Regions from separate parts of the Sus scrofa genome. Here region 2 is linked to region 1. The links are chromatin contacts, called in public Hi-C maps. All regions are on one chromosome and are shown on one strand. The core of a region is the stretch at or near the end of the contact, and the rest is flanking DNA. Distances in the headings are between cores, read along the strand shown. Region 1 holds the start of PPFIA3 (liprin-alpha-3). Region 2 overlaps TRPM4 (transient receptor potential cation channel subfamily M member 4).

Evidence for each region. Hi-C and Micro-C count contacts between places; a contact is called where the count stands out from the background.
Region 2: a contact with region 1 is called in a Hi-C map of fetal liver, with 1.7 times the contacts expected there. The contact joins the enhancer-like site here to the promoter of PPFIA3 in region 1. A contact is called at or near these places in 1 of 5 promoter capture datasets (fetal liver) and 6 of 47 Hi-C or Micro-C datasets (embryonic fibroblasts, epiblast stem cells, fetal liver and 3 more).

The regions. Positions count from the first base shown.
Region 1 is chr6:54,312,654-54,315,338 of Sscrofa11.1, reverse strand. PPFIA3 (liprin-alpha-3) reads right to left here and starts at 1,358. Exons shown (of 30, transcript XM_005664703.3): 1 at 977-1,358. It overlaps LIN7B (lin-7 homolog B, crumbs cell polarity complex component), which reads right to left. Exons shown (of 6, transcript NM_001244232.1): 5 at 2,662-2,685; 6 at 2,201-2,303. The coding sequence ends at 2,282.
Region 2 is chr6:54,375,207-54,377,891 of Sscrofa11.1, reverse strand. It overlaps TRPM4 (transient receptor potential cation channel subfamily M member 4), which reads right to left. Exons shown (of 24, transcript XM_021094712.1): 21 at 1,785-1,993; 22 at 1,421-1,553; 23 at 1,139-1,211; 24 at 335-1,046. The coding sequence ends at 936. Among named protein-coding and RNA genes, the nearest start is that of TRPM4, 34 kb to the right of the region's middle. Within about 2 kb of position 1,366, at least 7 of the 83 cell types and tissues checked have an H3K27ac peak or open chromatin away from gene starts, as enhancers often do. A contact at or near this core is called in fetal liver, where this site is marked.

The DNA.
Region 1 (2,685 bases), core at 109-2,608:
GCGCCTGAATCTCTAAGGGGGCAGATGCTGGGGTGCCAGGAGGCTGGATATATTTGTCTGAGGGTCTCTAAAGAGGGGAAAGGCTAGGAAACTAGATTCCTAGATCCTGAGGGGGTGAGGGCTACCAGCCGGGGGCCTTTCGCCAGAGGAGGTGAGGATTGACAGGGCTTCCAGAGCCGGGTGGGAGCTGGATCCCCGGATGCCAAGATCCCTAAGGTGGACCAGGCAGGAACATTCAGAAGCTCTGACTCCTTAAGAAGCAGTTGGGGTCTCTGAAAGCTGGGGTGCTGAGGATGGAGCTGAGATCTTAGCCAGCAGAACCCTGAGGCCCCGGCGCCCAGGTCGGGGAGGGCCCGGGTATCCCCGGGTCAAAGGCGCGGCGGGGGGGATCCCCGCGCTGCCGGCGCCCCCTCCCCCGGCGGCGGCAGCACCAAGAGATGGGGGAGGCGAGGCTGCCGAGAACGGTGACCATGGACAGCTCCAGAGCGGGCCTGTGTCCAGGGCGGCCGCCAGTCCGGCCTGGACTGAGGGACTCGGCCGGCTGTTCAAGCCGGAGGACCGGAGATGGGCAGACGGGGTGCACCAACGGGGGACTATGCGGACGCGACGGGGGGGGCGTCCGGCCCTAGCTGGGGGAGTCTGACACAGCCGCGGCCGGTGTCTGGAGCTGCCAGGTCTGGGCCGAGGAGGAGGATCTAGGTCCAGGGGGGTATCCAGGGCTGAACTGGGAAATTCAGGCTCCTGGACCCCGGAGGAGGCACAAGGCGGAAATACGCCTGGGATTCTAGGGTTCTGCTGGGGACTCTGAGAGCCGGGAGGGGCATGCCTGAGTCTCTGGGTTCGGGCTGTGATATCTGGGCTCTGAGGTCCCCGGGGATGAAGAAGGGAATCCAGGTTCTTGGGAAGGTGGGGGAAGCTCGGTGAGGGGTCCCCGGGGTGGGCGCTGCCAAGCGGGCCGGGCTGGGCTCTTACCTACCTGGTCCGCGGCGGCTGCGGGCGGAGCTGGGCTGCAGGAGGGACGTGGGGTGGGGTGGGGGACCGGGCGGGGCCCCTGGCGGCGGCCGGGGCCCGGATCTGTGGCTCCGGAGCCCTGTCTCCGCCGCTCGCGCGGGCTCCGCGTCTCTTGCTCCGGCTTAGGCGCTGGGGACCCCTCTCCCCTTCACGGTCTCGCAACCCTCTACCCCCTAAAACAGCCCCCTGCCCCTGTCACCGTTCAGCCTCCCCCGCGAGGCCGCAGCCGCCAGATCCAGGGGCGCTCACCAGCGCCCCCCAAATCCCACCTTCCCCCGCCAAAAAATTCCTCCTCCCTCCTCCCCCAACCAGCTCCCAGGCGGTCATGGCCCCTTTAACAGGAGACTGACAGACGGCGCCGAATGGCCAATGAGAGGAGGTGTTGGCGCCGGCCGGCGGTTAAACCCCGCCTCCACACTGGCTGGGCGGGGCCGCGCGGGCGGTGAGCGGGAGGCGGAACTCAAGGCGCGTGGGCCAATAGGCACGCGGCGTGAGGCGGCTGGGGCGGGAGGCGGAGCCCGGCAGGGGGATGATGTCACCTGGAGCGAGTGGCGCGCGGCGTGGAATACGAGTCGCGACCCTGGATTCCGGCTCTGGCGCTCGCCGGTCCTTACCCCGCACGGGACAGGAGGGTTGGGCGGGCGGCGAGGTGGGAGTAAAGGATGGGTTTTAAGGCGCAGGAGGCTCCCGGAGACACGCGTTTGGGTTGGAAGATGGGGTGAAAGCCGGGTCGACGTGCACCTTTTTCTGCACCCCTTGCGCCCGCCTCGGGAACTGCACGTGGCATCCCCCACCCCGCCCACGCAGACGATTGTAGGGCCGGCAGGGCTCCCCCGGCGGACTAGGCTGATGGTTCGCTCCGCCCCGCCCACACCGAAGCCGCCCACTGACTCGAGCAGAGTTTTAGGACTCTTCTGTCCGACCAGTTACGGAGGAAGGGGGCTTGGCCCCTGCCCTCAGGATCTTTGAGGGGTAGGGGCTACTGTCTGCCGACCCCCGCACTCAGACCCCGACTGGGTCCCAGCCGCCGTCCTTGGACTTGTCGCTCCGAAGCCGACCTGGGGAAAAGTCTTTAGCTCTGCTCTTAGAATCTGAAAAGGTCTTCAGGGTCTAGTCTCCACCTCAGCTTCTCTCCCTCCCCATCTCCAGACACTCAATCCCCCGATGCAGGACAATCACAGACACTCAATGAGGGTCAAAGATCTTTAAATAAGGAGCTGGTGACATAAATACTGTACAGGGGAGGGGGTGAGGGTCCAGATCTGTGGTTTCAGCCTCGAGACTCCAAGGACCTGCAAGGAGGGTGAAGAGAGGGGAGCCAGGCTCAGGGGAGGGGACCTGGGGAGGCACTGGGACAGAGCCAGGACTAGGGTTCCCGAGCCAAGGACCCAGGGAAGGGGGTTGAGGGATTCCAGAGAGAGCAGGCTGCCGATCTCGGGATGGGAGCGAGCTAAGGATCCCCAAGGTATTCAGTTCAAGGAGCTTGGGGTGAGAGCCTGGGTCAAGGGTCAGAATCCCAGGGAAAGGAGCCAGGGAGGTGGGAGGGGGTGGGGGTAGCAACCAAGGTCTCAGAAATCATTGGCTTGGTGTGGGAGTGTGGAGGTAGGGGAGGCAGTGAAGGCCCCAGGGGTATGGTGGCAAAGGGCTCACGAGTAGCTCTGATGTTGCTGGCGC
Region 2 (2,685 bases), core at 117-2,616, 63 kb before region 1:
CCACCCCCACTCCAGGAAATAATTTGCTTTTTAGCACTAAGTTCTTTTTTCACTGGTAGACTGGAATGGGGAGAAAGGGGTACAGATGGTTGAGGTTCTTGTTCCCCCCCCCCCGCCCAAAGTGAGAGTCATCCAAATAGTGCAGACAAGAGGTGCTGAGCCTGAGTCAGGCAGGAACAGTGGGGCTGAGAGGAGGAGATGGCCCTGGGGATAACTGAAATACAGCAGCAAACGGACCAGGGACCCCAAATAGCTCCCCCACCCCCGGCTTCAGCCCCCAGCCCCAAAGGATCTAGACACCCACCACTTCCCCAAGAATCAAGCATCCAGACCCTACTCTTCTCAAAGGGCTTTATTTCCCCAGTGTGGGGAACAGCGAGTGGGCTCTGTGGTTTCTATACCTTGACGACCCTGTGGCCTTCTCCAGCCCGGTGGGCTGCGGTACAGCCTTCGGAGAGGCAAGGCCTGGGCTCCAGAGGCTAATCCACCCAGAGTGGGGCCGGTTCTGGGAGAAGCCAGGCCTGCTGTGGTTTGCACGGATGACACTCCCTGCAGTGATCCTGAGAGCAGCGGCCAAAGTGGTGGTCCAGAGCCATGGGGTTCACCAAAGGACAAGGTTGCCAGGTACAGGGGTTAGGGACCTTCTAGCCAGGTGCAGGGGTCACAGACCTGCTAGGCCTTATTCTGGGAGCAAAACTCCCAATGGCTGCTACTCTTTGAGGTCCCCCAGCAGAGCTCAGTCTGAGGGAAGACAGAACAGGTCATGGGCATGGAGGGGAGAACAGAAAAAATTAGAGACTAGCAAAAAGAAAGACGCACAAAAAGCCCAAAGGAGACCTGGAGGGAACCAGGAACAAAGGAAGGGCAGTAAAAGACAGGGAAACAGACGTAAGGAGTGACTGAGGCTGCAAATACAGGCAGGTAGACCCTACACACTAATCTTTGGGCCCAGGCGGGCTTGGGGGCGGCGGTCCTCCTGGGGGAAGCAACGCAGAGCGGCTCAGGGCCTCAGCGACCCAGCCCAGGACGCGGCTACAGTGCTGGACCTGGAGAGCAAGGGGGGACATCAGGGCGCTACACCGAACCCTACTGCTCCTCCCTCCAGCCATACTCCCCTGGCGTGGCCCGGGATCCTCACCTCCTGTTCCAGCCCTTTCAGGCGCTGCTCATACTCGCGTATTTGTCTCAGCTGCTTCAGCGCTGTGTCCACCCTGGGGATCCAAAGGTTCAGGTCTGCGCAGCAGCCTAACAGCTCCGCCCATCTTGGAGGACGCAGCCCCTGGAGCTCAGCTGTCCTCCCCAGCCTTCCAGGACCCTACCCCCTCAGGCTCCGCCTCTAGCCTGGGCCCTTACAGGTCCTAAATCATGGGATCCGCCCCTGAGGCCAGAAGCCCCACCCACACGCAGGCCCCGCCCTCACTTCTGGGACGTGCGCTTTAGACGTTCCGAGTCACTGTCCCGATTGTCCCGAGCACAGGCCAGCAGGAAATTCTCCTTTTGCACTGACTCCCAGGTCAACAGCCTCCGCTCCGCTTCCTTCGAGAGGATGACCCCTGGGTGGTGAAGTCAGGATGGCGTCAAAGGGCCCGCAGGTCCTCGGGCCACGCCTGCTCCCAGACCCAGCTACCCCACCCAACACTCAGTAGCATTTGTGATCTCCCAGACCACGCCCCGCTAACACCCCACGCCCTGCAGTGGTCCTGGCCGTCCCCCTCCTATGCATGCCCTTCTCTTTCTCCAGGTCCCACTCCCTGGGTTTCTTTAGGGCCAAGCCCGACTCTCACGAAAATGCTCGGAGTCTGGGGAAGATGGCTCTGGGGAAGATGGCAAGCGGGCCCGGCGCCTTCGCAGTCGACGGATGAGGGAGCGCACGTGCGAGATGACGATGAGGGGCGGGGCCAGCGCGGGCCTGGAGTGAAATTCTCGGATGAGGCTGTATCGCTGCGCCTTCCAGTAGAGGTCGCTGTTGCCCTGAACTTTGCCGAAGGTGTGGCTGTGGAGACCAGAGGTCAGGAGGTCAAAGCACCTTCAGAAACCCAGGATCAGGGTTAGCTGTAAGGCAATGGCTGTTTGAAGTCCAAGGCGGCAGGTGGATCTCAGGATTCATACAGTCAGTGGTTAGTACAGGATCCAATCAGTAGTTGGGTTAGGAGGGCCCAGGGTCAGATGTCAAGTTGGGAAAGCTGTCATGAATTAAGGTAGAGGTTGGAGTCGGTTCAAAAGTCAGCCTGGACACCAATAATTAAAATCAGAAATGAAAATGGGGACATTGCTATCAACATTATAGAAATAAAAGGGATTATAAGAGAATACTATCGATAATTGTATGCCAGGAAGTTCCCATTGTGGCACAGCGGAAATGAATCCAACTAGGAACCATGAGGTTGCAGGTTTGATCCCTGGCCTCGCTCAGTGGGTTGAGGATCTGGCGTTGCCATGAACTGTGGTGTAGGTCGAAGATGCAGCTTGGATCCTGAGTTGCTGTGGCTGTGGCTGTGGTGTAGGCCGGCAGCTGTAGCTATGATTCGACCCCTAGCCTGGAAACTTCCATATGCCAGGAGTGTGGCCCGAAAAAGACACACACACACACACACACAAAGGCAGCCTTTATGTTACATTTACTTTGCCACAATAAAAAGAAATTAAAATATTCTAACTGGGCTCAGAGAGAAGATTCCAAAGTCC